Regions from separate parts of the Mus musculus genome. Here all the other regions are linked to region 5. A link is a contact called in public Hi-C and promoter capture Hi-C data. All regions are on one chromosome and are shown on one strand. The core of a region is the stretch at or near the end of the contact, and the rest is flanking DNA. Distances in the headings are between cores, read along the strand shown.

Region 1 (4,915 bases), core at 958-3,457, 3.0 Mb before region 5:
GGAGACCATCTTCTTGCAGCCAGCAGGAGGGTCCCTTCTGCACTGGGTGGAGCTAGGCCCTCAAAGTCTGCCCCCACAGTGACACTCTTCCTCCAACAAGTACACACCTCCTAATACTTGTCACTCCCTAGGAGGCAGAGGCAGGCGGATTTCTGAGTTCAAGGCCAGCCTGGTCTACAAAGTGAGTTCCAGGACAGTCAGGGCTATACAGAGAAATCCTGTCTCGAAAAAACCAAAAAAAAAAAAAAAAACCAAAAAACAAACAAACAAACAAACAAAAAAAAAAAACAAAAACCAACTTGTCGCTCCCTATGAGCCAAGTGTTGAGTCCATGGGGACCAAACCTATTCAAACCACTACACCAGCTTAGGGCTGCTCTGCTGTGGCAAATAACCAGATAAGTGACATAGCCATCACGAGGTTTAAGCCCATCTCCTGCTTCTGTGACAGGGACATCCCTCCTGGAAGTTGATGCAGTTCCTACTTAAGTAGGGACTGATGGGCAGGTGGGAGTGGGGAGTGGGTTGGAGGTCTCCAAACCAGATCTTTGCTTAGCCTGCTCAGAGTCCCTGCAGTCTGCTGAGGACTGGACAGGTTTTGGGCATTCATTAAAACAATTGGTCCCGTTGACTACCCTCTCCTATGGGAACCTCTGAGCAGCTCCCAAGTGCCAGGTTTGGGTTGCGTCCTAGGGAGATGGGCTTCTCTAATCTTAGCTGGATGAGGCAGCAAGTCAAGAAATTGTGTAATCGCCATAGGATTTGAAGAGGTACTGTCTCCATATCAGGGAGCCTGGGGACAGGTGCCAAGGGGGAACCTCCTCATTAGTCCTCATTATGTATATGATTCCAAATAATACATGATTCAGCCAGAAGCGGAGTCTTGCTCTCTGTCTCTTTCAGAAAGCCTTCCACCCTGCCTGTGGGCTGGTGACAGTGCCTTCTCTTTGCCCCATAGCCCTTGGCACTTGCCCTTGCTATTGAACCACTTTGTGCTGTGATCTCTGGTATTCAATGGCTTCCATTGAATGCCTTGTCTGTAAAAGCTGGTATGTGTAGGCTTTCATGAAAGAAGGCATGCATCTGCCAGGGACAGGCGACTGATCTTAAAGGGAAATGTGTATGCGTCTGGAGAGATGGCTCCATGGCTGAGCACTTGCCGTTCTTCCAGATGACCAGAGATCAGTACCTAGCGCCCACGTAGAGCCTGTAAATCTAGCCTCAAGGGACCTGACACTCTCTTCTGGCCTCTGTAGGCACTTGCATACCTGTACATACGCACACGTCGGCAAAAAAAATAAAATAAAAATATTTTTAAAGCCAAGAGAAAATGTAAATAGCAGTGAGTTACTATGGGTATGCTTTCCTGAACATCTACTATGACCTGATATGATACAAAGAGAAGTGTTGGTGAACTTTACTGCCCAGTGGATAGCCCCAGGGATGCAGGGATTTCATGCACAGGAGCTAAAGGCTTGGACCACAGATGTGACTGCCACCGTGGTCTTGCGCCCCCCCCTCCCGCCCCCGGTGTGAATCAGAAAAGCCTGGCCCTTAAAATTCCAGATACACAGAACCGGTCACCATCCCCAGCCGGTGGGAACCTTGGGTCCGACGAAGCCAGCTTGCCTACTAGTGAGCCAGACCTGGCCGATGTGTAGAGACGACATCCAGACTTGATGGCCTTCTTGATGGCTATCCAGGCCAACCCTGGACTTCCTTGAACCAACAGACCTTGAAGCCAGTTTCCTGCTCATTGCTATCCAAAGGCATCTAACATATTGGCAGCAAAGAAGTGCTAAGACCGGCTCTGTCACTCTTCTGCATTTGAGGGAAAAGGGAGGGCCTGCACACCAGAGTACAGGAGAGAGGCCTTAGGCTGCAGAGAGTACCCGGACGCATGAGAAATACTGGAGATACCAGGACAAGCACCGGAGAGAGTCGGGACAAATTCCTTCCTAGCTGCCTGACCATCTCCTATGCCCCACCATCACCGCCTCGGTCCCTTTTGCTAGCACAGCCACAGGCGGAACGCTTAAATCCTTTCTGTGTCTCCGGAGGAGGAGAGTCATGGGAACTTCCGGTGGGAGTTTCCTGCGCCCAGCGGAGCCAATCCGTGGCTTGGAGTCTTGGGCATTGGTCTTGTACATCAGCACTCTGACTACATTTCCCAGGCTGCACCGAGAGCGTCTCCTGTTTAAACAGGCCAATCGGCGGCCGGCGGAGCCGGGCGCCGCGTTTAAACCGGTGCCGGAGACCCAGCTGGATTTTATGCCTTCCCGGTCAGAGGCGAGGGGTAAGGAGTGGTCGTAGCGCTGGTCCCGGAGAGTGGGGAACCGGGTCCCGAGCCGCAGAGATCCGGGGAGGACGGGCTGCGGTGCCAGCTCTGCAGCTCAGAGCCGGAAATCCGTTACCCCGCCTCGGGGCGCACAGTCTGGGAAACCGGGAGCAAGTTGGGGCTTGCCTCTGACTTGCCTAATTCTCCCGTCCCCTTGCTTCCTGCAGCGAACTCTGTGGAAGGAGGAGACGGCCGCGACGTGCCTTCGGCCAACCAGTGGAGAGAGAGGTGAAGATGGATGCTGGTAGTAAAAAAGAAGGTAAGTCCTTTCTGTTCGTAAGGCTGTTCTGGAGTGTATTCCTTTTCACCCCAAACAAAATAGAGAGGGCTACAACAGATCAAAGAAACGAAGTCTGGATTGATAAGCAAATAAATTTAACTGAAGTTACTTACAAGGACATTAGCAATTCATAGCTCCACCACCAAAGAAGCCCCTACAACATCCCCACCCACTTTTTAAAACCACTTATGTAATCTTAAGAGGGGCCTCCCCCCACTTCCAGAAGGGCTTTAAGTGGGGGTCTTAATCTTGTGAGGGTCTCCTGTGGTTAATCACAGTTGCTGTGCTATCAAAATGGCAACAGCTTTCTCTTGCACTGAGCGCAGAGTCCCTCACTCCACCCATTCCCCTGTGGTTCATTCTTTTCTCCTCCACTGACTTACTTTGTTTGCTTTTCCTTTCTTGCTTGTTTTTTTGAGCCCTCACTTTGTAACCCGGAACTCACTCTGTAGTCCAGGCTGGCCTTGAATTCATCGAGAGCCACCTTCGGAAGCCTTCTGAGTGCTGGCAAATTCTTTGAAAAGCAAGACTTGCTACGTGGTGGCTGCACACGCCTTTAATGCCCCAACTGCAGAGGCAGGCAGATCTCTTGAGTTTTATTTCAAGGCTAGCCTAGCCTGGTCGACAGAGTGAGTTCCAGAACAGTTAGTTCTCTTTGTAAACCTACACAGTGAAACCCTGTCTAAAAGAGGGGAGGAGGAATCTTTACGATGACTTGGTTTGTGTGTGTGTGTGTGTGTGTGTGTGTGTGTATGTGTATGTGTGTGTTTGGGGGTGGTAACCAAGGTGTGCAAGCACCTGAGGGTCCCAGGGCTTGAACTCAGGTCATCAGATGTGGTGGGAAGTAACTTTGCTCCCCTGAGTCTTAGAGGGTTGATGTGGGTTTACAATTATTTTCTCCCTTTTAGGGCTGAGCACTGGGCCTTTGCACCCTATCAGGTTATGTATCCTCTTTGACACCTTAGGAGACTGCTTAACACAGTGATGCCCATTATAAGAAGCACCTCTAATGACCTAGGCTGGCAGCCCAGTCCAGTAATTTATGAGCATAAACATAAAGGTTTAGAATGCAACTTAACCAGGCTGTAACGTGCATCCTTAATGAAGCCTATGACCTTCCTCCACCTTAGGATTTTGTCCTGAATTATGTAGGTTCCCTCCGGTGAAGCAGACCTTTAAGTACTACTGGGAAGTGGCTGGTCTGTGAGAGAGAGCTGAATAAATCCACAGTTGGTTCAACCAAGGCTATGCTAGGAATGTGGATAGGCAGAGCAAAATTTTTGTTGGTGGTTTTGGTTTAGGTTTTGGGGTTTTTTTTGTTTTTGTTTTTTGTTTTGTTTTCTTTTTTGTTTTGTTTTTTTGGAAAGGGACCCGAGGAGCAGTGGTGCTCCACAGATACTCGTTGGTCTCTACTGTGAGTTTGAACCATCTTTGAACTCATCGCTGATAGATGTCTCATAATTGAATTCCAGGCTAGCTAAAGTAGTTGATCTTTAGAAAATAGCCTGTGCCTGAAGGTGACTTAGCCTTCTTGGAAACCCTAGATTCTATCATAGAGGTAAGGTTCTGTGTTTTGATGGTGGATCAGTGCACTCAGAGTGGCTCCTGGAACTTGAGAGTGGAAATGGGAAATAAGAAGGACTTGAGGTGCCCATGACAATTGATTGAATTCAGGCAACAATCTATTACTTTACTGAGAGATTCATAGCAACTGTGAAACCAGTGCTTTCCTGTTTTATGTTACCCTAAAATAACTGAACTTTTTCTCCCCATCCCCACCCCAGACTTTCTTCTTTTGGAAGATGAAAAATTTGACTTCGATCTTTCCTTGTCTTCTTCAAGGTAAACATGCGTTTTCTTCCCTAACCCCTGGTATAGACAGGTTCATCAAAGCCCCTCGCCTAGATGCTGGTGTGATTTCAGCCCTGATAATCTTTTTCTTTAAACGCAGCACAAATGAAGATGATGAAGTCTTTTTTGGGCCTGTTGGACATAAAGAAAGATGCATTGCTGCCAGTTTGGACTTAAACCGCCGGGTTCCTGGGCAGCCTCTTGCCCCGGGCTCTGGTAGCCCTTGCACCTTGAGCCCTCTCACTGGGGAGAAGTTTGTGGAGGTGTACAAAGAAGCCCACTTACTGGCCTTACAGATAGAAAGTCACAGCCGAAGAGAGGTGGCCCAGGCTGCCACGCCCCAAAATCCTGTGAACCAGGGCAAGGAAACGTTTGTGCAGGACTCACAGTTAAAAGTAAGCCTCTTTGAGAAAGAACAGAAGAGAGACAGAAGTCCCATGTCACTTA
Region 2 (4,934 bases), core at 2,200-4,699, 3.9 Mb before region 5:
GAGCTATAAAAATCAAAACCAAGTTATATACTCAGGGCCATAACAAATAATCACACCAAAGGGGGGGGGGGGTCAAAATCCAGCTAAGAAAACACAAAATATTGTAGTTTGTGTGCCCAGCATCTGCAACCTTGAATGTAAGGTTCTGGACTCCCAAGGGCTTACGTAGCAAAGTCTTTAAAAGAATGGTTAGTCTTATACCTTAAATATGGTAATGTAGATTTATGAGACATAACCACTGACATCTCAATAGATACTACATTTCATTATAAAGAAATGGCAAACAAAAAAAACAAAACAAGAAAACAAAACAAATTAAAAGCCGGGCAGTGGTGGCCCACGGCTTTAATCCCAGCACTTGGGAGGCAGAGGAAGGCGGATTTCTGAGTTCGAGGCCAGCCTGGTCTACAGAGTGAGTTCCAGGACAGCCAGAGCTACACAGAGAAACCCTGTCTCAAAAAAAAAAAAAAAAAAAACCAAAAAAAGAAATAGGAGAAAACACAGTATCTGCTTTCTATATGCACAAACATGTTTTTAACAGGACAAAAACGTCAGTTACAGACCTCTTTTCTGTAAGGTCACATGGCCACCGTTGGTATTCACAACTGCCTTCCTGTACTACCTATTCTGTATTTCCTCCACCCTCAGCAAGCACATTAGTGAGTCTTGGTTCTTTACCTGGAGTTAGGGAGACCCATATCTTCATTACTGAAGGATCTGGGCAATCTAATCATCCTGTCTGGGTTGGGCTGTTGTAGTTTCCCAGAGTTTAATCACAGGACATGGAACACAAAAGAGATGCCCTGAAGACACATCCCTGTATGTTGGGTTTCCCTAATGCTTATGCATGTCCACAATACCTGCAGATACAAAATCTTACGATGAGTTAAGTCATTTCTCTCTTTTTCAAATCTTAATTTTTGAATATGAATGTTTTGAACTTCCAGTGTTGTGTATCCATCAGATAAGACTGCTGCTCAGACATGAGTTTAAGCCAATACAAACTCTCTTAGCTGACCAGTAACCTTGCTGGGTGTTCAGAATCCCAGCGTAGCCCAAAGTCTTACTCAGGGCGAGTTAAGCACGGACAACAATCTGGGTTGACATACTTCAGTTGAGCTGGGTGACTACATTTAGAAACTATGAAGTATGTATGGCCTTTGATGGCCGTGGTCATTGTTTTCATTTTACCAAGTGGTGCTGCTTGCTGAGTTTCATGGCCTGAATGGTACCACCATCAATGGAGTCTGTTGTGTTAACGTCCGGGATCCTGTTATGGAGGGTTGTGAGCTGTCACGTGAATTCTGAGAACTGAACCTGGATCCCCTGAAAGAACAAGTGCTTTTAAACACCGAGTCACTCCAGTCTGCTCAAGGCTCTTATATTAAGTGGCACAGTATTCACATGAAGTATTTTACTTGCAGGTTTTGCTGTTGGAGAGAGGATCTCACCTGATCCTTCAACATGGCCTTGAACTTGCAATCATGTCCCAGTTCCTAGATTACCCAAACTGCCTATAACCTGAAAGAATTCCGGGCAGGTTTCACACGGACATCTCACTCCAATGAATTCGGCTTGCAGCTAGGTTTTTGTTCCTCAGTACTGAGTGGTGGAATTAAAGGTGTGGACTACTACTTCCAGTTTACTTAGGTTTCCTTTTGCAGTACTACGGCCTCACAGGCGCTAGGCAGATACTTTACCACTGAACACCCCCAACCCTTTCTGGTTCTTCATTTGGTTGCTTTTTGGTAGTTGTGTTTTTGTTTGCTTTTGAGACAGGGTCTCAATATGTGAGGCTGGCCATCTTGGAACTATGAAGATCAAGCTAGCCTGGAATTCAGAGATCTGCCTCTGTACTGGGATTTAATCAAGTACTGGGATTAAAATGAGCACCACTATGACCAGCCAGTTTTGTATTTTTATTTATTTTTGGGAGAGGGTCTAAGTTGCTCAGGCACGCTCAACATAGATTTGAATTTTATCTGTGGCCCAGAATAGGCCTTAAAGTTTTGATTCTCCTGCCTCAACTGTCTGAATAGCTGTGATTGTGGGTCTGGTCTGTATTAATGAGGATCTTCTTGTTACTCTGGCTGGCCTGGGCTGATCCTCTTGCCTCAGCCTTCCAGTAACTGTGACTTTAGTTGAAAATGCCCATGACCTGACTGACTTCAGATACTTAAATTATCTCTGGAGTACTTATAGCACTAAATATGACGTTAACGACATAGCTGAAATGTGTAGAGAATGACAAGAAAAATACCTTGCATGTATTTAACACAAATTTTCAGAAGACACTTCATTGGCAGTCAGTTGAATCAAGAACAAATGTGTGCATTAAATGCGATCTGGCTTTTTCTCTTTCACTCTGCTGGATCTGGGGGAACTGAATTTAGGGCTTTCCTCGTGCTAGCCAAGTACTCTACCACCGTGCCAGCTAGTCTCCTTTTGCAGTTCTTGCAGATCGATGGATGAAACACCCTGAAAATAAGGGACTTGACTTCTCCCTTGGAACCCCCTTTGTCCTCTCTCAAAAGTTTGGAACTATTGCTCTAGAAATGCTAGTTTCTCTGAGACCCGTTTCCGGATGGTTAAGGATGGGTCTGACATTCTGGTTCACATTCTCGTTAAAACTCAAGCAGAAGAATTAGACCAACCGGAATCCCTTCTTAAACAACTGAACCGCTTTAGAGTGCTGTAGTCAGCTAAAAGCACACAAAACACGAGTCCTGGTCCAGGACGCATACGGTTCGTCCCGCAGCTGAATCCCTCCGGGGACTTCATCTCCTGTGGGCCCTAGCTGGTCCTGCAGCTTGGGGCAAATTTACAGCTCCCAACGAGGAAATCTGTGGACATCTATCATAAAGCAGCAATTGGGGCAGGTGACCTTTAGAGTCCGTCCCGCAGGGCTCTCCAGCCCCATGTCGGGAAGAGCTACCACAAGCTTCCAAGTCTCCGCAGACTGAGATCCACCCTCCCCAAGGCCCGTCCACGTGAGAATCACGTTGCACCCGCCTCGTGCTCCCCCCAGATCCACGGCCAGTCTCCTCAGCCACCCACCACACCATCGGAGGCCTCCAAAGTCACTGACCACAACGCCTCCCGCTAGTGTCTCGGCAGCGATTGGCGCGCGAACCTCCTCAAACTGGGACGGCGGCCGACACGTGACCAACGTGCTTAACCCGCGTTTGACAGTGGCTTTGGCTCCCGGCCCGCTGCCCGCGCTCCCTGTGCGCACGCGCGAGCTCCAATGGTCCTCCCGGCGACTGTTTCTAGGGCGGGCTTGCGCATGCGCCGCGCGACCCAAGTGGCCCTCAGGAGAAGGGGCCGGCGGCGGAGGCTCCGACGCGCATGCGCAGTAGCTGGATGCGGGCGTCGCTTGCCTCTTCCCCCTCCCCCTCTCTTTTCCCTCCGATTGGTTCGGAGGCGTCCATTCGAGTTACAAGATGGCGGCCCCGGGCGCTCTCTTCACCGTTCTGTAGCAGCTTCGGGCTGAGCGGATGTCTCTTCTTGTCCTCAGTGTCGGACTCAGAGACACACGGCTCCCGAGTTCTGCTGATCACGAAGTTCCCGGAGGCGCTCGACGCACCGGAATCTCCCAGCGGCCGCGACCGCCGCCTCGGCCCTGCTCGCCGCGGCGCCGGGACTCCAGCGTGATCGGCGGCGGCAGTCAAGGTAGGTGAGGGCCGGGCAGGCCAGGAGGGCGGGGCGGCGGCCGCCTTGGCGACGCGGCGGGCTGTTTGTGAAGCCGGACCGGGCCGGGCCTGCCGGGCGAGCCGCCTGGCAGTGGAAGGCTCGGCTGAGCGCGGGCCTCGGCCCCAGCGGAGGTAGGCGGCGGTGGCAGGGCCGCCCTGGCCCAACCCTGGCTGGCCTTCGCCCCTTACATGTCGTCTCCCCGGCTGTTCGGTCCCCCGGTGCCCTCACCGAGTTTCCAGGCCGTTGGTCACCCGGGTTCGTCCAGGGCCACTTTTGAGGTTTGGGCTTTTCCGGGGCGTTATAGTGACCTCGATCGGCTCCTGGTGTTTTCCTGTGAAAGTCATCTCTTGACCGCAGAGTTGTGCGGGTGCGCACACCGCAGGAAGCGGCCCGATCGTGAATAATTCACACACACACACACACACACACACACACACCATCACCATCCCCTGTCAACACACACACACACCCCGTCCCCCGGCAACTTCCTAGCTTCATATCTTAAAAGCATTTCGTGGAGCCATTTTACCCACAAACGCAGACATTTGGCAAAGTCTTCCGGGCAGCTGTTGTAAGTCATTTATTACAGGGATTAAATTTCCCCGGTAACATATTGGTAGAAGCTTATCTAGTACGTACGAGACCCTGGATCCTGTCCCCACCGCTTTAAAAGAAAAATAAAACAGAAAAGCTTTAATAACAACAATAATAGCTGGCAGATAAGTCTCAAGTGCCAGGCCTTGTTCCAGATAATTTGCAGAGTTGTGTTTAACTATGGAATGTGAAATAAGTAGGTATTTGGTGCTTTAAAAAAAAAAGTATGTATCTCCTATGTTGGCCTTGAACTTGTTCTATGGCTTAGACTGGCCTCAAACTGTCATCCTGCTTCAGCCTCCCTCTACCATCACCCGGGTTGGTGAAATGTGTTTTAAAAGTTTAGCCTATAGTAGTAGTTACTTTTCCCTCTACAGCTTTTGAGTTTTGGAGTAAAAATAGGGGTTATTTTTGTTACTATTTTGACAGGACACTTCCTCTGTTTGAGGCACTCTTCTAAGCTATGCCATCTTAGTTTTCATAGCAGTCCCTCTGTCCCACAGATAATCATTCGCCAAACCCGATTGCCCAGGCTCGCTCAGCTTGTCCTGGAAGCTAGCAATAGCATCTTGTATTTTCTCAAATAAGTAATGCCTCGGACCACTGAATCAACAACAGATCTATGAGCCAGGTAGGTTTGGGACATT
Region 3 (4,962 bases), core at 1,787-4,286, 4.5 Mb after region 5:
CATTTCCCAGTAAGCTTGACACCACACAAGAACTAGCTCTGAAAACCTTCAGGGGCTTAATAGGTAGTTTAGAGATTAAGAGTATGGCTAGTATGTCTCAGGCTCTGAGACTGTTTCTCAGCACTGTAAAAGCAATACTATTAAACTAGTAAATCCTTATAGTACACGGTCACTTATGATTTGAAAACTGTCAAATGTTTATGTACATGGGAAAATAACTGAACTATATGTAAAAATGTTAACAATAGAATCTTTATTCAACCAAGTATTTTGTAATGTGAATACTTACTTTACAACTTTGCCATACTTGGAAAATATCTGAAATAAAAGATCACAGAATAATTATAATTTAAAATGTCACCAAATTAAATACTCAGATTGTATTTACTGACCAGATTCTTTGTTATATTTTATGAAACACTCCAGCCATTAGCAGCCTATACAACCGACTTTCTAACAAATATCGCTATACCTGGGGGACTGAGGAGGAGGACCACGACACAGGGCAACACAGCAAGACACTGATTCACCAAGCCAAAGAAACATTTTCTAAGTGACTAGAATAATACAGTTACTGGAGTTACAAGCTTCAGTTCCTAACTCCCTCCAGGGAGTAGATGGGGGTGGGGGACCACTCAGCATGTCTAGATCCATGGCCTATACACTAGGCAGCAGCTGGACTTCTGATCCAATGGATCTGTGGGGCCAACAAACCCACCATAGCTCCAGCTGGTCCTGTCCTTTTATTATCAGTGTTGTCAAATAAAACCATACCAGTGAGTTACACAATCTGCCATCTGAGGACAGACAGAACTCTCACTGCAGATAATACTTTCCTATAATGAAAAAAAAAGCTTCCTGTAATGAAAAACCCATCTGCAGCCAGCAGTGATGGTCTATGGCTGCAATCCTGGTTTTCAGAAGAGCAAAGCAAGAAGGTTTGAGACGAGCCCAGGCTACAAAACAAGACTTGATGCCAAAGATCAAAAACAAAGCAAAGATCCTTCTACTTCTATCGGTGGGTGCAGAACTCTTCCATCCTTACTTAGTATTCTGGCCTCGTCTTCCTTTTACTTCTACATATAGTTGCCCATATATTGCCCAGATCTATATTCTATAGATATATACATATCTATATGCTTATAATTCTGACTAATTATTTAATACACAGAAATAACACCCTCCCCCAAAGGCTTTTAGAAGATCCCATCATATGCAGTCTAATATTGAAATTGTGGGCCAGACATTTAGCAACATTGGATTCCGAGGTCCAGCAGTTTCCTATGGGATTATAGCTTTCTAACGGGTTCTCCATTGATTCCTTAGTTCATGTGGTACTAGGGAATCAACACAGGGTTTTGTGCACGCAAGACAAGCATCCTACCAACTATACTTCACCTCCAGCCCCCAGGTATGTTTTAAATAAGGTTATTTCTTATCATTCAGTCTAAAATCTCACCTCCAAGCCTAATTCAGTATCTCTTTTCTCTTTCGTGAGATGGGGTCTAAATTGTCCAAGCTGATCTTCCTACCTCAGCTTCCCCTGTGCTGGGGTTACAGGTGTGTGATAACTACTCTAGGCAAGTGTTCCACCACTCAAGTACAGGCGGCAGAGGAAGGCAGATCTCTGAGTTCTATGATAGCCTGTTCTACAGAGTGAGTTCTAGGCCAGTCAGGCACAGAGAAACCCTGCCTCGAAAAAACACACAAACAACAAATTCTCTTTGGGAAATTAAAACAAAATTGAAAAATTTCCCACTAAAATTTGCAGAAGATATCAACTAAAAATTTTCCCAGGGAGCAGTATTTTTGCTTAAGCTTCAGATTGTCTCTAAAGAAAGAATCCATTAGTTAGATGTACATACAACTTACCCGGTATAAATCATTGTTTGTTAGGGAGAAAGGCAAGTTGGATACATAAACTGTGCTTTTACTTGGCGCCAAGCCACCGCTCATTTCTAAAACGGAAAAAAAGGAGACATTGGGAATCTTACTCCAAGTAGAACCAAACAAGGACCATCACTGACTTAATTAGGGTAGAATTCCTCAGGCTCCATTCATTTAAAGAGATTAGAGTACCAGTGTGGGTAGGGTGTGAATTACCATATTCCTTTTCTAGCAGCGGGTGTTAAGCCTTTTAGGGCTGCGGTGCGATTGAAGAGGGGTTTTAGAGAGATGGAGAAGCCACAAGGCTATTTTTAACGCCTTCTTAGGGTAAAAGCGGAAAAGATGTTTCCCAAGGATTCGCCCACCTCCGAAAGGGACACCTGTCTACCCCGCCTCTTTTGTTCTTGTTTTTAAAAAAACTCCTGTATCTACGTCTGTATATATGGATTACTGATATAGGTAGGCCATGACGACAGAGACTCGGTTTTGTTAAGCTTGGGGTAGTTTCACATTTTGATAAAGTTCTTTAGATTTTTAAATTTCGTGCACAACCAAATCATGAAATGACACTCTATTACATGGATTACCTACTTTGAATGGGACATTAACCTGTATATTTATCAATGTGCTTAGTAATCAACGTCACTGTTAAAACTCTGCAAATTACAGGTGAAACGATCGCGTCGGTCGGCAGCAAGTGTTAAGAACCCCTATGAATGACAATGGACCCGGCACCCCGGAGGGCGCCCCGCTGGCCCAGTAGGAGGATTATTCAAAAAGCCTTAGCTAGCCAAAACCTGCTTGTCGCGTTTCCAGTTTCTCACTCTGAGAAATGCTAACCCCGGCTGGACGTTCCTGGGGCCGGAGCTGGGGTCAGGGTCGAGGCCGAGGCCGAGGCCGAGGCCGAGGCCGAGGCGGAGGCCGAGGCGGAGGCCCGGGCCGCGGCCGTCTCCTGGGCCCGGCGCCGTGGGAGCTTACCTTCGGCGCAGAGGCGAAGCGGAGAGGATGCGAGCCCGCGGCGGCTTCACCTCCGGCTGCCTTCCGCGGCGCGCAAAAGCGCGGGCGTCCGCGAACGCAGCGCGGTGCAGCGCTCCTTCCGACTCCCCCAAACCCCGACGGCCCCGGGCCGGAGGCTGGCGCGCCGGGCGACGTCACCGCGCGCGCCGGAAGTGCCTTTAGGGCGAGCGGACGTCTGGCTTCGCGGGTTTCACCGGCGGCTGAGGCGGCGGCGACAGAGGCGGCGGCGACAGAGGCGGAGGCTCAGCAGTGGGACGTAGGTGAGCGAGTGGCTCTCCGCAGAGGCGCGAGGGGCGCATGCGGCCGGCGGGCGGGCGGGCGGACGTTTCCTGCGGCGATGGAGATGTGCTTTATTCTGGACTCCTAGTGGAACCTGGAGAGGGACTCAGTGGATGCGGGAGGAAAGCGAAGTGTGGAGGAGAGTGAGACCCAGGTTCCGCTTCTCGGCAGGAGTTTAGTAAGCAAAAGGGGAGTTCTCAGCCAGGCAACTTCAGTGACGCCAGGTCAGTCAGGAAGTCTGGGTTTTTATCTTATTTTTTATTTTTTGGACCTAACCGACTCTGTAATAGGCACTTTGAGAGACGGACAAAAGAGTGCCAAAATAATCCACTTGCTGTTGAGAATGTCAGTGTGGCCGGGGAGACAAAGCCCACGTGGGGACAGTTGGAGTCACACAGTGACCCATTCTTGAGTACTGGCACGGACAGATGTTCAGCTCCATCGTCCCGTTGTTTATTACTATTTTTTCCTTTCTGAAAATATGGAATGGGTACGCACTGATTATTTTTTTGTTTTCCGAGACAGGGTTTCTCTGTGTAGCCCTGGCTGTCCTGGAACTCGCTCTGTAGACCAGGCTGGCCTCGAACTCAGAGATCCCGCCCGCCTCGCCTCCAGAGTGCAGGGATTAAAGGCGTGCACCATCACCGCCCGGCTACACTGATTATTCTTTAAGAGCTCGTCGTTTCTACAGAGAAATCCGAATGCTTATTTTGCCCGGTAGTTTAAACTTAACTTCTACCCACCAGCACGTACAGACCAGGCCTGTAACTACTCCCTGGGAACCTGCGTGTCAGCAGCCCGGAGCCCAGAGCCTGTCGTGGAGCCTGCACAATCAATCCTGACTGAAGCGGAGGGACGAAGTGCAATCCACCCAGGGCGCCGCTGAGTTTTGAGAGGCATTAATTCCTTGGCGTCCACCAAGGGACCACTGGGACTAATTCTCATGGCAAACTTGTGGCCAGCCCAAACTCCCAGGCTTCACATCCCGGTTGTGCTTGGTTATCGCCCACGATGTAAGCCCCTTTGGTCTTCTAATTGTTTGAGCCTTAACTCTCCGCGCTGTTTCGTGCTTCCTCTCGATTTGGGGGTACCACTGCTTCTCCTTCCTTAGTTCACCCTGAGCGCATCGTCTGTGCTCCTGGAATCTTATTTTGTCTGCTTAGCAAACACTTATTAGCCTTGTTTTGAAACTGTCTTGCGTTTTCTGACTCTTTAACAAAGCTGTGGCTTTTGCCTTTAAATTGAACTTTTTTTTTTTCCCCTGACATCTGGGTTTTAAGATTTGGTGTTGCTCCATCTGTATCGAATTGATTGCATTTCCTTGATTTTTTTTTTCTTTCAGTTTTTGTTCTCATTTTTCCTTTTGGTCCTATGATTTCCCTGCCTTCTACCTCTTTCTATTAATATAATCCCCATCCCCTACCCCCCATCCCCCCAAGCAGGGCCTAGAACTGGTGATTCTCTTGTTTTGCCTCAGCCCTCCTACGTTCTGATTACTGGCCTTCCTCGGGCTTAGCCCAGCTCTTATTTTTGAGTAGTCTTTCCCTAAGTTCCCAAAGTTAGGTTCTTCTAAGCCCCCTCCAGCAGGAGCCAATTGCTTCCTGATTGTGTCTTTCATCTTGAATTTAAATTAAACGCTGAGGGTGGGAGTGTTTGTTTTGCTTATCCTTGGAATGCTGCTGCTGTTTGCCGTTTTTAGAGGTTTTAGGTAGTGAGTGAGTGGGTGGCAGGATCCGGTCAGGTCATCAGCTACTTAGGAACAACAAATGGCACATGGGT
Region 4 (4,656 bases), core at 62-2,561, 3.2 Mb before region 5:
TCTGGACACTAGGTATCTATTTTTTGGCTACAAGTGATTTATCACTTGTTGAAACATTGTTACCTTTTAAATGTAGAAAACTCAAAAGAGGGCCGAGCTTGGTGGCTCAAGCCTTTAATCCCAGCACTCCGGAGGCAGAGGCAGGCAGATTTCTGAGTTCGAGGCCAGCCTGGTCTACAAAGTGAGTTCCAGGACAGTCAGGGCTATATAGAGAAACCCTGTCTCGAAAAAACAAACAACAAAAACAAACAAAAAACAATAACAAAAACAAAAGAGAGAAAGAAAGAAAGAAAGGAAAACTCAAAAGAGATGGAAACAAGACGGCCTATGAGAGTTAAATAACAAAGGGGTTTCCCATCTAGGGCTGTGTGGGGCCACAAATAGGGCTATGGTCAGACCCTCACAGCAACACCAGCCACAAAAAGACAAAGGGCAAGGTAGTACTGTATAGTATTGTCCCTATTTCTGTTTCAAATATACATAGAATTATAAAAATAGAAACGTCAAAATGTTAACACTAGTGATCTTAAATAATCAGAGTGTTTATTTGTTTTTGTTGTTGTTTTTTGTGTTGTTGTTGTTGGTGTTTTTGAGATATAGCCCTGACTGTCCTGGAACTTGCTCTGTAGTCCAGGCTGGTCTCAAGAGCAGAGATTCACCTGCCTCTACCTCCCAAGTGCTGGGATTAAAGGAGTGTGCCACTACCTGGCATATTGATCAGGTTTTTAAAAATTCTTGTCAACTTTCTAAATTTTCTCCAGTAACGTATGATTTTTGAGTTGGAAAATTATAAAGTTTTTGTTTGTTTGTTTGTTTGATACTAGAATGGAAGCCAAGGTCTCCTGTCTGCTAGGAAAGGACTCTACCAACTGAGGTACACCCTTAGATCAAGAACTGGGTATTTTTAAGGTATTCTCAAGTGTTACTGCAATTTTGCAAGACTCTTTACATCACGTACACAGCCTCAAAAAAGGAAAAATCTCACGAGGAGCTTGAGGGTTACCCGTTTTCTTCCTCCTTGCCAAGATTTACAAACTCCAAGGGCAGGAAAGCTTTCAGAACAGAAAAGTCTGACTAAAACGAAAATCTGATTCAAGTGAAATGCAGCCCTAAGGTTCACAGTGACAGGCTGAGAGCCCGCCCTGAGTCTGCGCAAACTCATTTAGGCCGCGCGCAGAGGCTCCGCCTCCCGCCTGCCCGCACTAAGGTTGGGCGTGCCCGGCGCCAGGTCCCGCCCACATACCTAGGCCCCGCCCCACACGCAGGCCTCGCCCCGGAGCCGCAGCCTGCTAGGCCGTAAATTTGCATTCAGAGCTGGCCGACCCAGGGCCCGCCCACTCTGTGCTTCACTCCGCCCGCACCGCCCGCGACCCCGGAAGTCGGAGATGGTGGCCCAGTGGCTCCACCTCCAGCTGGGCAAGGCTCCGCCTCTAGACAGGGCCCCGCCTCTCAGCTGCGAACCGCGGCCTCCAAGTATGCCGCACCCTGGACTTCATTTCCGGCGCAGGCTACTTAGAAGTCACGCCCCCAGACTCGAGAGGCCCCGCCCTACGTCTACCGCGAGTCTGCTTCCGGGGTGGAGCGTGAGAGTTGTGTGTTATTTTAAGGGCTGTGGGCGCCGTGGGCGCACTTCTGCCTTTTCTGCTCCCTCTGTACCCCCTCAAGGTGTGAGCGTGGAGCTTTCTAGGTCCCTAGAGGGGGCAGGCCACGGCACCGTCTTGGCGGCGGAGTCCTGGCACCGGGAACCCGAGGCCCCTCCTACTTTAGACTGTAGCCTCCCTCTGTACCAGGAGCGACGTGGCCCTGCCGGGTGCTCAGCCCTATCCAAGAAATGCAGAGCCCAGGCTAGCCCCGCAGTGTGAACGCCCCTTTTGGAGGTCTGCAGGCCCAGAGACGAGAGCGCCTATTTGTTGACAGCCACTTTTCAGGAAGGCCCGCACATGCTTCTGATGTGCTGTCGCAGGGCTCCTAGCCACTGTGGCCAGCACTGTCCCTCCACAGAGAGACAAGTCCTTCCACACCCTGGTTCTGATTCTCTGGTTTAATCTGTTCTGCTCAGCTGGAGCACATAGTTCCTTTCCGTGGTCACCTCTCGTCGCCAGCACTGCCCCGTTCATCATTCTTTATTCCTAGCCAGAAGACTTTAAGCATCCTGGAGGTGCCTGATGTCCCCACCCCAACTTGTTCACCGAGACCATCAAATAAAGGTTCTTTAACCTTTAATAATGGCTCATACAGAGGACCCACTGTGGCTTAAAACATCATGGGGTTGCTTAATCTACTAAATGTCCTGGCTTATCAACTCAGCACACTGGAGCATGTGGTTTCCCCTGGTGATGGCCAGCGTTGAGAAAGGGTGCTTATATCGCATTATCACCAGCATGGAAGAGATCAAACTCAAAATCCCAAGTAGTGTTTCTGCTGATGCCTGTCGCTTCTGCACCATTACAAGATCAACCCCCAAATGAAACATTGTAGATTGTGCATCATTTGTGCGCTGTCTTTCTTTGTACCGGAGTCAGGAGTGGGTTGCAGAAGATGGTCTCTATGATGCCTTTGAAGAACATGGAAAAGTAGGTGATTTCCAAGCATCTGGTTTGTTGGACCAAGCCTGCCAAGCCACTCTCAGGGACAGAATGTGTATGAAAGAGACCACCCAGTGTTCTCATATATAATTTTGAAGAAACCAGCCTTGTGCACTGAGAGTGCCTCTCTCTTCTGCACCTACTGCTCTCCTTGGGATAGCCTAAGGTATCTTATTGGTTCCATAGTGTCTTTCCAGGTCTTATGTGGTGGCTGTTGGCAGCAGTGGGTACCTAGCCCTGGGCTTGAGGTTCTACCTCATTTGTTTGCAATAGTCCAGATTTTCTAGACTGAAATGTGCCTCAGAGAGGCAGCCTTACAGTGCTTTGGTTTTTTGGTTTTTTTTTTTTTTCTTTCTCCATATTAGAAGACAAAGCTTGGGAACTGGATGGGCACCTCTATAAAAAGAAAACACATGGTTTCCAAGAGAATGGCCTCTCTGGTTTTTGTTTTGTTTTGTTTTGTTTTTTTCCCACCAATTGTGGACAGAGGCACACTTCAGCCCAATAATTTCAAGTGAGTCGAGGAATCTCAACTCAGAGACCAGTGCCCCCCTTTTTATGGGAAAAAAAAAGAATAAATGTGTCTTGGGTGTGGTCCAAGGAATAAGGACTCTTGGAGCTGAACAGGACTTAGTAGGAGGGTCTAGACTACTTTTGTGCTCAGAAAATCATTCTGGGTTCCACCTAAGCCAGTATAGGGTGAGTATTTACTCCTCAGGGCATGCTAGCCACAATGCAGAGAGGCCTCGCTGATTCAAAAGAGGCTTTCAGCTCCAAACCTCTAAAGAACTAAGGTTTCCCGGGAGTTCAGACTACTCTGAGGCCTCAGGCAAGCCCTTCATCTCCTTCTTTCCCTCACTCTCTTCCTCCGTCCCTTCCTTCCTTTCTTCCATCCTTTCTTTATTTCTTCCTTTCTTGTTAAAGATTTATATTATTTTAAATTTTGTGTGTGTCTGTGTGTGTGTGTGCATGTGATTATACTCATAAGAGTGCAGGTGTCCAAGGAGGCCAGAGGTGTTGGATTCCCCAAAACCAAGAGTTAGAGACAGTTGTGAGCCATCTGATTTGGGTGCTGAGAAGCAAACTTCGATCCTCTGGAAAAGAACTATGTGCTTTTGACCACTAAACCTTTTTTCACCCCTTAGTTCTTTCTTTTTGTATGTGTGTATATGTTTCTGTGGGCCATGAGTGTGGGTATTCATGCATGTGTGTATGTGGAAGCCAGAGTCTATGTACAGTGTCCTTCTCAATCATTCCTTTTATTTTTGAGTTTTAAATTTTTGTTTACGTGTACAAGTATTTTGCCTGTATTTATGTATGCCTGCCTGCATGCATATTGGTGCACACAGAGGTCAGAAATGGCCATCAGATTCTCTAGAACTGAAGTCACAGACGTTTGTGAGCCATCATATGGGTGCTAAAAACCAAACCTGGGTCCTCTGCAAGAGCAACAAGTGCTGTAAACTACTGAACCATCTCTCCATCCCCCTTCCACTTCGTTCTTTTGAGGCAGAGTCTCTCACTAAGCTAGAACTTAGAGATTTGGCTAGGCTGGCCAGCATGCCCCAGGGAACCTCCTGTCCCTGCCTGCCCAGGGCTGGGATTGCCCATGATGCTCAGCTCCTATATATAGGTTCTAGGGATCACACTTAGGTTCTCATGGTTGCACAGCAAGGACTTTACTGACTGAGGCAGCTCCTCTTTCTTAACTTCTCTGAGCCTCAGGTTTCTCATCTGTTAAATGTGGAAAACCATATTTGTTATTTGGGATTAAATAAGACAAAGAGATAGGATCAAAATACATTGTATACTTGTATGAGTTTTTCAAAGAATAAATATAAAATGTCAATTAAAAAAGATTAAGGGGGAACTGCAACCCTATAGGTGGAACAACAATATGAACTAAGCAGTACCCCGGAGCTCTTGTCTCTAGCTGCATATGTATCAAAAGATGGCCTAGTCGGCCATCACTGCAAAGAGAGGCCCATTGGACTTGCAAACTTTATATGCCCCAGTACAGGGGAACGCCAGGGCCAAAAAGGGGGAGTGGGTGGATAGGGGAGTGGGGGTG
Region 5 (4,879 bases), core at 1,855-4,354:
TAATATGACTCTCTCTCTCTCTCTCTCTCTCTCTCTCTCTGTGTGTGTGTGTGTGTGCGTGTGCATGTGTGCTTTTGTGTGTGTGTGTGTGTGTGTGTGTGTGTGTGTATGTACTCTGAGGCCCTGACCATCCTCCAATCCATCATCTCTCCTTTTCTACCAGGAAAAGGACAGCCTGGCTCTTGTCACCACAGCAACAACACAGCCCCTCCCACCATCAGGACAGAGTGACCTGGTGGGGCTGGCTGTTCGTTCTCTGTACCCACTGCAGGGCAGGAACGGCTGTTTCCAAGGCTGCATGTAGATGGGGACAGCAGGGTGGCTTGGGGTGTGTGTGTGAGCAAGTGACCCTCTGGTGGAAGCGATCCTGCTCCAGCAGCCCTCTCCTTGAGTAACCCCTGGTTAAGACGGGAAGGCAGACAGGCGGGATGCGTGCTCCTCTAATGTCACATTCATCTGGACCCAGAGCATCCTTTGAGTGGAGGGAAGGCAAACAACAGGGCATGGGCATCTGCAGCAGGACCATTCTCTTCTGTAGGAGATCTCCAGCTCTGCTGCCTATGGGATCACTGACCTGTGAGGGCCAGAGCTATTTTTAAGGTTTACTGGTTGGGCTTTCCAAGAACCAGGAAAAAAACAGGCGGAGGACTGGTACCCAGTACAGTAACTGGTTACAGGTGTTGAAACCTGTGGAGCAGGGATGGCCTAAGGTCCACCTTCTAACAGGCTGGGAGCGGGGACAGGGCAGGTAGACAAGGGCCAGAAGCCATGGGTTTCAGATTCAGTCCAGACTCCCATGCAAATAGGGAATAGGCTCCACAGACAGAGCCTCTATTTGATAACCTAATTAATAGGCTGATGGGGTAGGTTATGCCCATTGCTGGTAGGGGGTGGGGCAGGATTATTTGGGGACACAGGGATTTCCAAATGCCTGTCCGGAACAGATGCATGGATAGCTGTTTAGATAAAGCCTCTTACCAGACCTTTCTTCAGGCCAAATGGAATATGACAAGACCCCCCCACATGTTGGATGTATGATTCCTGGGGGTGAGAGCCATGGCCTATTCTGATAACATCACGGGGCTTAGAAGGTTTGGGGTCCTCAACACACACACGGGCCCACAGAGTAATTGATCTACCACACAATAAAGATAAACCCCCACCCCCAAGTCCTCTAGTACAATGAAGGGGTCTCAGCCTACCATGGAAGGGAGGAGAGAGGAGCTATGAGTGACAGCACCATAAGGTAAGTTAGTATGGGAAGATTCGAGGTGTCAGGAGCACCCCTCAGAAGTTTAGGGACCAAGGATAGGGGGGTCCTTTCTGGTCCTGGTCTCCCAAGGCCAACTACAAGAGGAACTAGCCAGGGTGAAGGCCAGGATGATCTGGAATGAACCCGCTTAGAAATTCACTTGGGAACCAGGTGGTGGTGGAACACATCTTTAATCCCAGCACTAAGGAGGGAAAGGCTGGTGGATCACTGAGTTCAAGGTCAGCCTGGTCTACAGAGCAAGTTCCAGGACAACACAAAGAAACCCTGTCTTAAAAAACAAACAAACAGGAGAGAAAAAAAAAAAGAAAAGAAAATCACTTGGGAGCCGGTTGGTGCTGGTACACACTTTTAATCCCAGAACTGGGGAGGCAGAGGCAGGAGGATCTCTATGGGTTTGAGGCCAGCCTGGTCACATGCTGGGTGAGGGTCTCTAGGGAGACACCAGGGAACCCCAGCCATTCTTCACCATTGAATTTACTACCCACCTAGACAGTTCTCAAGGATCCCTCCCTCCCTCTCCCGAAAGACTGGGGTCCAATACAACCAGATTGTCCTGGCCAGGAGGAGCACAGGCCCTGTTGGGTTCTTAGCTGGTCCTTTGAAAGCACCCACAGGCAGACAACCCCCGCCCCTCCCCCACACCTGAGCAGGTACCCTGTAAACCCTGCTGATAGCTGGTATGGAAAGCTTTGTTCTTGGCAGATGTGGTCAGCTCCTGGAAAGCATGTTAGGAGACAGCCAGACAGAGCTCCAAGAACCTGAGACCTATTCCGAGGGCCTGAGTGTGTCCAGACTGTTGAGGGTCTAGGCCACAAAGACAGAAAGGGGGTGAGGAAACCAGGTGGGCCCCAAATAGTGTCAAGGCAGTAGGCGCCTCAGAAAGGTTCCAGAGAGAGAAAGTGTGGATTGCGGTGTTAGTGGAGGAACATGGATAAGCCAGTGGGAAGCCAGGCTCCAGATCCCCCAAGTAGTAGCAGTTCAGGAACGACAGTTGAATCGTTTAGACATCAAACTGAAGTCCAGGGAGCAATGGCTCTCAACTCATTCTCACCCAGCTATGACAGATGACAACTCCAAGTCCTGGGTTGCTCTTGGGTCAGTGACTTAGCCAGGGGTCAACAACAGTTGAGTCTAATTTCACTGGTGTCTTAAGGTATAGGTAAAAAGGACACAGGGAGACTGCTGTAGGCTGTGTCTACTTGAGCTGCTCAGGACGGAACTATGGGCATAATAGTCATCAACAAAGGACCTTTGGTAGTTGTGAGCAGCTAAAGGGACACTTTGTCAGATGGCCTTAGAGCAGAGGGACAAGTTCCCAGGAGGGAGGATCTAGGGTTTAGGAGGCTCTCATAAGTACCCAGCTAGGAGCATGAGATCTGAGCCTAGCTGATGGGCGAACACTCAAGGTGTGCTCCAGGGAGCTGAGGCTGGGTTGAGAGGTCTGAGGGCAATGCTTTCTCTGTCGCCCAGCCACGTGCGCATCGTGGCGCGCGAGCAGCGGGTGACGCACACAGAGCTAGTGTCAGCGTAGGCCTCAGGGCCGCACGACTGTCCTCCCGGACTTCCGCTTCTCAGAGGGGGCCGACTCCTCGCACACCCCCAGCCACAAACGCCCACGAAGAACGAGGGAACAACACGCGTAACTCGCGGAGCCGGAGAGTGACCTTCCTCAGCGCGGCCTGGGGGGCGAGGCTCGGAAGGCCCCGCCCTACGCTGCCATTGGCTGAGTCCCCGTGTCCTTTCAAAACCTCGATTTTCATTGGCTTATGCGGCCCCGCCCGCGCTGCCGGAGACATAAGGGGGCCGCCGCCCGCGCGCGAGCTGCGCGTGCGCAGGGCGGGTGAGAGCGCCGTGAAAGCCGCGGAACGCCGTGCACCTCCGCGACTCTACTACGGCAAGCTAGTCCGGACGGGTCGTCGTCCCCGCGCGCCACCAGCCCTTGGTGAAACGACAGGGAGCGTCCGGCTTCCCCAGCACCGCCCTGCGAGACTCAAAACAGCCACACCGCAAAGCGAGCCTCGGGCGGAAGGAGGCGGAGCTTCAGGCGGCCCCGCCTCCGCGGAAGGATACACATCTCCGTGGTCCAAAACCCCGGGGCGAGGCGGCCGGGGCGTGTGAGCTGCTCGGCCAGCTGCCGTCTACGCGCTTTCGCGCGGCCACCGGGCAACTGCGCCGCGCGGCTGCCCCGCTGAGCGCTCGGCCTCGGGGCCGTGGGATCCGCCGCGCTGTCTGCGGTCAGGAAGACCGCCCTCCCGCGTCCTTGCCGGACGGGTCAGAGGCGGCACCGCACGCGAGGCCACCCGCGATGCTGCTGTCCAAGTTCGGCTCCCTGGCGCACCTCTGCGGGCCTGGCGGCGTGGACCACCTCCCAGTGAAGATCCTACAGCCAGGTATGTGTGGGGACCAGGGAGGGGGCCTGGGCGGGGGCCGGGGGGTGGCTTTGGGTCATCATCAACCCGATTGTTTGTCCCACAGCCAAGGCTGACAAGGAGAGCTTCGAGAAGGTGTACCAGGTGGGCGCCGTGCTGGGCAGCGGCGGCTTCGGCACGGTCTACGCGGGCAGCCGCATCGCCGACGGACTCCCGGTGAGTCGTGGCTCCGGGCGCACCCGCGTGGACGATCGCCACGCTCGGCCGCCCGTCTGACCGCTCGCGTGTCGCCCCCTCTTTTCCCCGCAGGTGGCTGTGAAGCACGTGGTGAAGGAGCGGGTGACCGAGTGGGGCAGTCTCGTAAGTATGCGGGTGCGGGGCGTGCGGGTGCGGGGCATGCGGGTGTGGGTTGCCTTGGCTTTGTCCGATGACCGCCTTGTCCCCCAGGGCGGAGTGGCCGTGCCCCTGGAGGTGGTGCTGCTGCGCAAGGTGGGCGCGGCGGGCGGCGCGCGCGGCGTCATCCGCTTGCTGGACTGGTTCGAGCGGCCCGACGGCTTCTTGTTGGTGCTGGAGCGACCCGAGCCGGCACAGGACCTCTTCGACTTCATCACTGAACGAGGCGCCCTGGACGAGCCGCTGGCGCGTCGCTTCTTCGCGCAGGTGCTTGCCGCTGTGCGGCACTGCCACAATTGTGGGGTCGTGCACCGCGACATCAAGGACGAGAACCTGCTGGTGGACCTGCGCTCGGGAGAGCTGAAGCTCATCGACTTCGGCTCGGGCGCGGTGCTCAAGGACACGGTCTACACTGACTTTGATGGTGAGCAGGTGGTGCGGCGTTCCGGCGACTGTTAGGCGGCCACGCGCCACGCCTGGCTTACGGGAGGGGTGGGGGGGACTGGGGACACCGGGGTAGCCCTCTGCGGTGTGAGGGCGCAGGGTCTGGGGACGGTGGGTGGCAGCCAGGGAGACCCGCGATACGCGCGTGACGCAGGGCCCCCGCCAGCCGCCTCGGCGCCGTGGCCCCTCCCTGTGCCGGGGAGGGCGCTCGCGGGCCTCCCTTGCGTGCGTGCGTGCGTGCGGAGCGCGGGGGCGCCGCAGTAGAAATCCCCGCATTGCGGAGCGCGGGGAAGCCGGGGCTCCCCCACTCCTCTCCTCCCTCCTCCCATCTCTCCCGCCCCTCCTCTTTCTAAGCTCCTCTCCTCCCCTTTCCGAGCCTTGCAGAGCTGAGCAAGGCGAG

What was found. Promoter capture Hi-C pulls out the DNA fragments that hold promoters and counts their contacts. Hi-C and Micro-C count contacts between places; a contact is called where the count stands out from the background.
Region 1: a promoter capture Hi-C map of embryonic stem cells shows a contact between it and region 5, with 4 times the contacts expected there. The contact joins the promoter of Gtse1 here to the promoter of Pim3 in region 5. A contact is called at or near these places in 1 of 39 promoter capture datasets (embryonic stem cells), 1 of 115 datasets of contacts at active chromatin or transcription factors (large pre-B cells) and 1 of 9 other capture datasets (embryonic stem cells).
Region 2: a contact with region 5 is called in a promoter capture Hi-C map of cranial neural crest. The contact joins the promoter of Nup50 here to the promoter of Pim3 in region 5.
Region 3: a contact with region 5 is called in a Hi-C map of B cells, with 6 read pairs. The contact joins the promoter of Zcrb1 here to the promoter of Pim3 in region 5. A contact is called at or near these places in 1 of 39 promoter capture datasets (pre-B cells) and 1 of 484 Hi-C or Micro-C datasets (B cells).
Region 4: a contact with region 5 is called in a promoter capture Hi-C map of pre-B cells. The contact joins the promoter of D130051D11Rik here to the promoter of Pim3 in region 5. A contact is called at or near these places in 2 of 39 promoter capture datasets (cranial neural crest and pre-B cells).

What each region holds. Positions count from the first base shown.
Region 1 is chr15:85,857,500-85,862,414 of GRCm38.p6, forward strand. It overlaps Gtse1 (G two S phase expressed protein 1), which reads left to right and starts at 2,208. Exons shown (of 12, transcript NM_001168672.1): 1 at 2,208-2,295; 2 at 2,505-2,596; 3 at 4,402-4,459; 4 at 4,569-4,915. The coding sequence starts at 2,572. Ttc38 (tetratricopeptide repeat domain 38) reads left to right here. Exons shown (of 14, transcript NM_001033337.4): 14 at 1-1,323.
Region 2 is chr15:84,919,979-84,924,912 of GRCm38.p6, forward strand. Nup50 (nucleoporin 50) reads left to right here and starts at 3,450. Exons shown (of 8, transcript NM_016714.2): 1 at 3,450-3,672.
Region 3 is chr15:93,395,298-93,400,259 of GRCm38.p6, forward strand. It overlaps Zcrb1 (zinc finger CCHC-type and RNA binding motif 1), which reads right to left and starts at 3,037. Exons shown (of 8, transcript NM_026025.3): 1 at 2,866-3,037; 2 at 1,873-1,958; 3 at 290-318. The coding sequence starts at 1,956. Pphln1 (periphilin 1) reads left to right here and starts at 3,053. Exons shown (of 9, transcript NM_175363.4): 1 at 3,053-3,164.
Region 4 is chr15:85,633,285-85,637,940 of GRCm38.p6, forward strand. It overlaps D130051D11Rik (a long non-coding RNA gene), which reads left to right and starts at 1,312. Exons shown (of 2, transcript XR_003951642.1): 1 at 1,312-2,751.
Region 5 is chr15:88,859,090-88,863,968 of GRCm38.p6, forward strand. Pim3 (proviral integration site 3) reads left to right here and starts at 3,105. Exons shown (of 6, transcript NM_145478.2): 1 at 3,105-3,663; 2 at 3,749-3,858; 3 at 3,952-4,002; 4 at 4,090-4,459. The coding sequence starts at 3,579. Gm33049 reads left to right here. Exons shown (of 3, transcript XM_006521646.3): 3 at 2,744-3,417. The coding sequence ends at 3,391.